2 separate regions of the Gossypium hirsutum genome follow, and region 1 is linked to region 2. Evidence: chromatin contacts called from public Hi-C data. All regions are on one chromosome and are shown on one strand. The core of a region is the stretch at or near the end of the contact, and the rest is flanking DNA. Distances in the headings are between cores, read along the strand shown. Region 1 holds the start of LOC107921752 (proline-rich receptor-like protein kinase PERK2). Region 2 has its middle 25 kb from the start of LOC121214167.

Region 1 (4,634 bases), core at 375-2,874, 170 kb before region 2:
GATCCAAATTGGATTGTCAAAGTGGTAGTGGATGATGATGGTGAGAATGTGCGAGGCAAGTTTTATTTTGGTTTCAACTTCCGCCTTTTCTTGTTTCAAAAGCATAAAAAAGTTATGTTAAAGGAAATGGAAAACATAGAAATACTACGTTAAAAGAAATAGAGAATGGAGAAAACAGAGGGAGAAGTATAAGAGAATGGAAAAAATAAAGAAAAAAAGTTAAATTGCTCAAAGCGAAAAAAATATAGAGTCCAATTGTATAATTTAACCTAAAATTTTTGTTTGAGATGATGATTAAACATGCCACATCAGCTTACCATTACACCATTAATGACAATTAATAGCTCAGTGACTAAATGTTACAAATCGATAATCTAAGTGACTAAAATGTAACATTTCAAGCATAAGTGACTAAAATGTAACTAAAGCAAACAAAAGTGATTACTTTAGTAGTTTACCCAATAGTTTTATATGATGAACCTTTTTTATTAATTACTATGGGTTTTATAATATCTTGCATTTCAAGTAGTTGATTTTATGCTTCATTCATTTGGATGGGATGTTCATCCTTTTGTCACTAAAGATCCAACATTTTTTTGGGGTTTCGATGCACTCTTATAAATTTAAGTCATTTATGATCATATCTTGCTTTTATCCCAGTTTCCTTTTCTTCTGTTGGGCCTTTTATCGGTAAAATGTCATATTGCGCCATTACTGACAACACCTCAAAACCTCTTTAACCCAGGCATTATCTTTAACATATTCTTCATATTTTACCAACAATAGAAAACTTTTCTAAAAGAAACTCCAAGAAGTACCAAAAATGATGAAAATTACAAGCCACAACAGATGAAGTAGAAAGGGAAATTGTGAAGATTAGGAGGAAAAACATGTAATTTTTCTTTTAATTACACGAGAAGAAGTTGGACGAAAGTGATAATTAGAGAAAAAGGAACAGAATCCTGAGATAAAGTAGTGACCAAAAACGGTGCGCAAGAGTCCAAGATATTAACCCTTCCCCCGGTTCCCACCCTTGAATTGGGACTGTGAGTGACCACAAAGTCCATCATCTGCCCATGGAATTTGTACATTGTTTGCTGATGAAAGGAGCACTCACCACCTTCACTATTTGAGTAAACCTTTCATTTTCGTTTGTCTGACATTATGATTTAAATATAAAATAAATATGTGATTTAAACTTGAATTCACTAAAACTCCCTTCAACAACTCAAATCAATCATATATCCTTATTTAAAAAGACAATACTGTTGCAAAAACTTAAAGAAAAAAAAGAGAAATGAATTTATGTGTAAAAGATAATTATTACTTCTTAATTTACATTAAGTTATATAGCCTATTTATAATAAAAATTAGATGCACAAATAAAAAAAAGACATGCTATAATATGATATCGTGCTAATAAATTAAATACAAAATAAAGAAAAATATGATATGATATACATTAATTATGCAAGATTTCGTATTAATAAATACCAATTAATTATTGAAATACATAGGTTTATACACTATTTAGAAATTAATGATGACCGGGGAAAGTGTATATAATGGGTCCCTTCATTTTTGGATCATGCATAATTTCCACATGCAACGGGATTCCCTTGTGAAACAAGGCAACGAGACTCCTTTACTGGAAAACAAAAAAGATTAAAAAACAGAAAAGTGCCCTTAAAAACACGTCTCGATAGCCCTCTAAAACTCATTCTTTCGTAGAGCCCAATTTCATCAAAATCAATTTCACTTTTTAGTCTTTCAAAGTCTTTGATGTACCAAATTACGTAACATCACCGCTAGTTCTTCCAAACTTTTTCTTTATTTCCACCACATCTTCCACAAATTAAAAAGATCGATCCTCTTCATTCATTTTAGCTAAAAGCTTTGGGAGTTCCATCAGCAGGATTTGGCAGCATGTCGATGAAAACACACCGTTGGATCAATCCTCACCAAATTCTATCATCACTAACCATTTTCTTTGCCATCACCATCTTTGTATATCCCATCAACGGGATGGAATCAAGGAGGCTTGATGACAGCACTGTTCCAGGTGGTCAAGGCGTCAAGTGTACCCCATCATGTATACAAAGTCCTCCACCACCCTCACTGCCGCCACCATGCCCTCCACCACCATCACCCCCAGCACTGCCTCCACCTACACCAAAAAAGCCGCCAACCCAATACTGTCCACCACCGCCAATACCGCCTAGTCCACCATCCTTTATATACATACCCGGTTCACCAGGGAATTTGTACTCGATTGACCAAAATTTCGGCGGTGCAAACCGGAATGTCGCTGTGGGGTTATTGGGTCTGGTTTGTGGATTATCTCTCCTGTTCGCTTTTTAAAGTTTGTAAGGTCCTAGGATCTTGTACAACAAGTTGGATATAGTAAGTACAAATTCCTTTTCTTAGGACAAGAATATAATTTTGTCCAAACAGAAAGTTTTAGGACCTACAATAGTTATTGAACTTGCTGTTTCATGATATTGTTCAATGATAAAAGTTCGGAAAATTAGCTTTACCTATAAATTACCTGATTTTGAATGGCTGTTCATTTTTCTGGTTCGATAAACGTCTTCTTACTTAGTATATTTAAGTTTGGTTGATTAATAGTTTTTTTATAAGAGAAACGAGATTATTAGTGAGATTTGAATAGGTGATGGGATTCCGAGCAAAGCAGTCCAGCAGGCAGCGGTTGCCGTTCAGAAATAAATTAAGAGGAAAAAAAGGAACCAATTTAGGCCCAGTGTTAGTTGGGCGGTGACGACGCTCTTACGTTGGTGTTTAGTTGGACACATGAGGCCTGTGGTAGCCAACTGCTCTTATTTCATGGACTCCTACTTCTATTCTATTTTGCAGCCATTTTTCACTATCAAAATCAAGCATTTAGGGTGAGTTTGGATAAGCGGTGTGTTTACTTGTGGTTAGTGTAAAAACAGCGGTGGTGGTAAGATTAGATACTATAGTGATACTGTAACGTGAGAGAAAAAGTAAGCTAAACGCACCGCACCGCACCCAATCGCAATTCAAACCCACCCTTACTTACCTTTGAAGTTTGTATTGTTTGATGGTTTTTTTAAATTTCATTTGTTTTGGAGGGAATAATTTAATTTAATTTTGTATACATAAAAAATTATCAATAGATCTAGTCCGATAATCTATAATAAATAACTATATTTATTTAGTAATCTTAATTTAATATATTTATGTGTTTAAATTTAATTTTACTTATATTTTAATCTAAATCTTTTATTTAATATTGTAAATATTTAATGTGTTATTATTAATTAGTTTTGAATAATATATTTCATTATTTATTATATTGTTTTTCAAACACAAATCCATATTCTAAATATATGTTTTCCACAAATATACGTGTATAATAAAGTTTCTAATTTTAAAAATCTATTGAATAGATATTCTTCAAAGTTGAGCTACTCGAAAGTATTTAGATATAAACACTAAAATTAAAATGAAATTGTGATAAAAGAATAAATTTATGAATATTAAACTATTTAAAAACTAAAATATCATTTTTATATAATAGTTATGATTTAGAAAAAAGAGTAAATACCTATATCTTTAATTTTAGATATATTATTCATAAAAAACCATAAATTTATATTTTCTGAAAACTTCTATTTCAAAGAATAAAATGAAAAAGTGAAAGAGAAAAGTAAAGCAAAAGACAAGATTATAACCATATGATTGATTTGATGATGAAAATGTATCAGAAAGAGATCAATGTTGATTTCGACACCAAATTACGGGTCCCGCTTTTTGTACGCTAAATTTGTTACGTTACACGTCATCATGTACCATACTAGGCTATGCATAGCTCTTGATTTTCTTTTGGTTAAATTACACCTAAAGTCAGTAAACTATTACTAAATTTACGTTTAGTTACTCAATTATAAAAAATTACAAAATAATTATTAAATTATTTAAAATTTTTATTTAAATCATTGGGTTATTAAAATCGCTATTGTATGGTCTTCTTTGTTTATATTACTTGCACCAATTGAAAGCTCTCATTCTCATTTCTCTTCTACAATTTGGTTTTTTTTCTTTCATAAAATAGTTTTGAATATCACAAATCCTTGAACCAAGATCCAAACATAAGATATATTTTTCTACTCGTCAATGGGTACTGATCCACCATAATGATTGTCGAATTGTCGCTTCAAGTTTGCTAGTCAGGCTTTTTATTTTTTAAAAAATTAACAAATAAGTGATTAAATAAAAAATTTTGAATAGTTCAGTGACTTAAATTAAAACTATCGAATAGTTGGTGGCCCTTTTATAATTTTTTGAAGTGGAGTGACCAAAAAATAAGCTTACTAATAATTTAGTGACCTTGAATGCAATTTATCCTTTTTTATTTTATTGTAATTTTTTTTATTTTTTTAACGTAATTTAAACATCTACATTCTTAATGGTTGTTTGGTAAAAGTAATATTTTATTACTGATAACAAAAATATCTTTTTAGGGTATTTAACATATTATTAATAATATTCATTTTTTATCGGTAAATATTAGTTATAGTGGTAAGATACATTGCATTCTCAAGAGAGAACGCAAATTCGAATCTTAGAAATGATATTGTTGAAAGCAAGAA
Region 2 (4,765 bases), core at 153-2,652:
GAACATAGAACTTATATTTTAATTTTATAAATATTTTTATAACAATTTCTTAATTCTATAAAACTTTAGAATATATTTATATTCAGTTTTTTAAATCAATATAGTATAACATTTTTGTAAAATTTCAAGGTGGAATAAGTACTACAGCTGAGTGCTAAAAATTTGGTCATAGGAATTGTTTCATCCCACTCCATTGCCATCTAATAAGAGTAAGACAGTAATTTCAATTGCCCAAAACTTAGGCCCAAATATAAGCTTGAACCATTTTTGCAGCCCCATGTCCATGGGCTCAATTTTGACCGTCCTTACGTGGTGTCTTGATAGTTAATAATTTGTAAGCTCTTTTAATGCAATTACCTTTTTTTTTTTTAAACTTGAAATGGCAATTCCTTTAACTTTAACACATTACCAGGTAGTTTTGAATGAAGGAATAAAAGGATCTTATCCAGTTGTGGACATAAACTAGTGTTCCAACCACATGGACTGGCTGACTTTGTGAACCTATTCTAAAAAAAAGTGTTTCCCCACCGATGAATCATGTTTCATCAAAGTGGTCCAGCTTTGAGTTTGAAAGCACACACACAAAAAAAAAGAGACCCACACTTAGCTTTATCAAAGATAGTAGATGTAGCCGTTTGTGTGCGTTTGAACCAAGTTGAGCAGAAAAGGGTGATGGGGAAGAAAAAAGAGAAAGAAGAGTGCAAAAAAGAAAGGACAAGGGCATGGGTTACTTGAGAAGATGCGTCCCAAAAGATTGATATTAAAAATGTGAAATGTGATGGGTTGGTATGCCAAAAGGAAGGATTGGGGCACTTTTTCATTTCTCAAAAGTCTAATCCCTGGAATGGTCCCTGGTGCGACTCATGTCCGTGGTTCACCCTACATCTACCATCTCTCCCTCTCTGATGTCTTTATTACCTTTTTGTTGCCTTCTATTCATTCCCGTCCGAGCCACGGCTTAATTGCCCCCGCTTCTCCTATTCCCACTTTCTCCACTACTTTATTCATCAATGCATGGGCTAAGTCAGAGATAATAATATAAATTAAATTGCTGATTTTTACGAGGGACTCAAAACATAAATTCACCATTTTATCCAAGGACCAAACCCCTACCCCCTTGGAGTCACTGATTCATCAATGGGAGCAAACAAACTTTGCATCAACGCCACTATCAAGAGCAATAACAATAATATATCATATAAAATGGAGAAAGGGTAGTAATTGGAGCCGTTGAAGGGTTAAAATATGATTCAATAAACTGGATTTATGAATATTTTGGAATAATTGTTTTCTTTTGGGTATTATGTTTGCTTAAATCTTGATAACTCTGGTATGGCGTATATATTGGCCCCATCGTATGCTGTAGAATGAAGCCACGCACACGAGGACAGCACCACATGTTTCATAACCACCTAATAATGCATTTATTTATTTTTTTTATAATTATATGATGACGTTTATTTGGTTTGGGGGCTGTCTATTTTATTGGATTCACGTGCATGTGCTGCATATAGACGTGAATTTTTTATTTTTATTTTAGTTGTGTTGTAATACAATTTTGATGTCTTTGAAACTTTTGCAAAATAAAATAGCTTAATTTTGTCAAAGTTTCTTAGATTTGTCTACTCTAAAATAATGTAATAACATCATTAATATAAATTTAATGTCTGAAGATTTCTATGTTCACATGAATGTATTTGCATCAACTCTCATAAATGAGGAAATTTAGCAGGATTTTTAGGATCGCATGCGTATTGTTAGTTGTCGTTATTCAGATAATCACTTTTTTTTAACCATTATCTTATTCATTATCAATATAAGAAAATTTTATTCTAAAAAAATAAATATAATAAAAAATTTTATAAGCAAATTAGGATATTTTCAAATGTTTTTTTATTTAATTTAAAAGATAAAAAATAATAAAATAACGTTCTTAACCTGACTGTGGAATATTTTTATTTCACTCGAAAATAATTACTTTCTAAGCAAATCTAAGTTGAATGGTAATGAGCAAGACTAAAAAAAGAAAGTTAATATTGGAGAAACATAGGAGATGATTATATGGTTCGTTTCTGGAAAATGCTTATAGAATTTAAATTATATATGTATATGTTTTATGAGAATAAATTATATAATTAGGATGATTTTAAAATATATAACTTTTAAGTATTAATAATAAAATGTCGCATTATCAATTTTTAAAAATATACCAGTTTTATTATACAATCATCCATATTTAATATCTTTTCTAACTTAATTTAATTTTAATTAAATTACTTAACAAGTTAAAAATTTTAATAAATTAACAAACATGTTTTCTTTATTATAATTTTTAAATTATTTTAGTTCTCTTTTTAAATTTAATCGTCTTTTATTTCTTTGCTTTCAAATTGTGTTTTATTTGTATGCGGTCAATTTTTTTAATTCTTTTAATTTCAAGGTAGGTAACTTTTCAATTTCAGTTTCAATTTCTTTAATTTTTAATCAAATTTCAGAATTTGATAAAAGGTGGTTATATTTTTTCAAATTTTTATTTTTTTCTATATTTTTAATGGTTGATTTTAGTTTTTTTTTTAAATTTGTGATTGTGGTTTTATCGTTTTTTAATTTTTAATTATTGATTTAATCATTTTAAAATTTTATTTATTTTTTGTTATGTTTTTTCAGCATTTAGTTTCAACATTTTCTCCCTAAATTTTAATTATTTTAATTAAAGCAAAATTAAATTAGAGATGATATTGTATGTGATTGAGTATAGAATAATATTTGTATATCTTTAAAAGTTGATATTGTGAAATTATTTTATTGGTACCTAAAAACTATATATTTTAGGATCATCCTAATATAAGTTATTCTCATATTTTATTTGGTACTTATTCTTTTTTTCTCAAGTTAGTATCTCAATTAGTCCAACCATTAGTGAAATTATCAACTTACTTTTTGTAAAGGCTTAACCCTAAATGGGACTATATCCTTTTCCCAAGTTGGTACCTAGCCTCCCTCCTTTTTTGTTTTGATTGAAAATTGGAAATCCACCGTCGGTAGCAATGGCTAATCATCTCATCGCATGTGCTCTCTGAAGAGGTAAACGATTGACCATGAAATGTGTTCAATTCTCATGGGCAATGACTGAACCCTCGACCAAGTTGGTCATGGTTTTATCCCCTTTTTTTGCCATAAGTGTTTCCTAAATTATTCTCCCTTTAACCGTTTTACACCAAAATGTTAAATCTAATAAGAAAAAATTCCAACCAATAATAGACCGTGACTAACATATAAAATTTGAAATCTCTCTCTCTCTCTCTCTCTCTCTCTCTCTCTCTATTTTTTTTAAAAATATGTCATAAATCACCATATTCTTTAATAATTTGGAGTTTAATCTCTTTACTTTTCATATTTAAAAAATACAGGTCTAATTGTTAACATTACTAAAATTTATTTTTTTAAATTTGTTTATTTGACATTTTGAAATAAAAACAATACTCACATAGTAGCTGTGTAACTAAAGATTGGTATTGTACTGAATCTGATTTAATAAAATAAATTTAATAGTGATAACAGTTGGATCTAAATTTTGAAATATGAAAAGTATATTGACTAAATTCCTTAAAACTAAAAGTAAATTGACTAAATTCTAAATTTATGAATAGTACAGGGACTTATGACATATTTTACCCTTTTTTTCTAGTTTTCCTTTTTATTCTTTCTTTTTCCTTTATAATGTTTACCAATGCCAGCAATGCTTGAAATTCGCCTTCCTAGGGCAAAGACATTGAAAATTAATCCTGATTTTTAAACTTCACCTCTTGCTTGCTCAACCTAACAGGTTCAAAAAAGTTCTTTCATCGATTAAAACTAATGTTTTCAAAATTGGGCCAGACTGGCCTATCGAATTGGTTGGTTTAGGATGTCGTGGTACTGGTCCGAAGATGGGGTTGAACTAATTGATCCATGAACTGATATAGACTAGTTGAATCAAGCTAAAGAAAGCAGTTGAACCAAGTTTCTCTAGTTTTTTATTTTATTTTATGGGTTTTTATAATTTATTTGATCGAACCAAACAAACTAATCAAACTGAGAACTAGTGGACTAACCGATTGAACCAAATAACACTTTTTGCCTTTTTCTCACATGACAATTTCAAATTGGTTATCCTTTTTTAATAGACTTAGCGGTTTGTCTAACAGTTAAACTAGCAGAGATACCAACTTGGGGAAAAAAGTATTTTAGGTACTAGTTGTGAGAATAAATGTTTACGTACCAAAATGAGAAAAAAAATGCATAATTTAAGTATCAATTTGTAGGTTAAACCTTTTCCTTAAAATAGATTTAATGGTTTGACTAATGGTTAGATAACGGACGTATCAATTTGGGAAAAAGTAGTCTACCTTTTTATTACAATTCTCTAATATCATAACCTTTTTTTGTTATTACTCTAGATTGTCATATTTGTATATTATGGTTCCTAAGTAGATTATCTTGAATTGCGCATACATTGGATTGGACCAAACTAGGTTTAAAAAAAAGCTAGACTATTTCAAAAACAAGAACTAGTCAATGATAACCCTTCGTAGATTCACCTATATCAGCCGCAGCTAAAGTTGTAAAAATAAGAGCTTGAATCCCATCCAACGAACATGACAGGTATAGGGATGACTAAAGATACCATTTGTGACAAAAAAAAGTTGAAGTATCAAGATGCGAAAAAAATATAGTTTAGATACCAATGTGTGGGTTAAGCCTTTGAAAAATTATGATTAGTGTA

Evidence for each region. A called contact is a pair of places that touch in the nucleus more often than the background predicts.
Region 1: a contact with region 2 is called in a Hi-C map of leaf, with 2.1 times the contacts expected there. The contact joins the promoter of LOC107921752 here to the enhancer-like site in region 2. A contact is called at or near these places in 5 of 34 Hi-C or Micro-C datasets (anther, hypocotyl, leaf and 1 more).

Annotation. Positions count from the first base shown.
Region 1 is chrD01:48,254,017-48,258,650 of Gossypium_hirsutum_v2.1, reverse strand. LOC107921752 (proline-rich receptor-like protein kinase PERK2) reads left to right here and starts at 1,624. Exons shown (of 1, transcript XM_016851568.2): 1 at 1,624-2,544. The coding sequence starts at 1,927. The coding sequence ends at 2,361.
Region 2 is chrD01:48,085,453-48,090,217 of Gossypium_hirsutum_v2.1, reverse strand. No RefSeq gene overlaps it. Among protein-coding and RNA genes, the nearest start is that of LOC121214167, 25 kb to the right of the region's middle. Within about 2 kb of position 1,402, at least 3 of the 9 cell types and tissues checked have an H3K27ac peak or open chromatin away from gene starts, as enhancers often do. A contact at or near this core is called in hypocotyl and leaf, where this site is marked.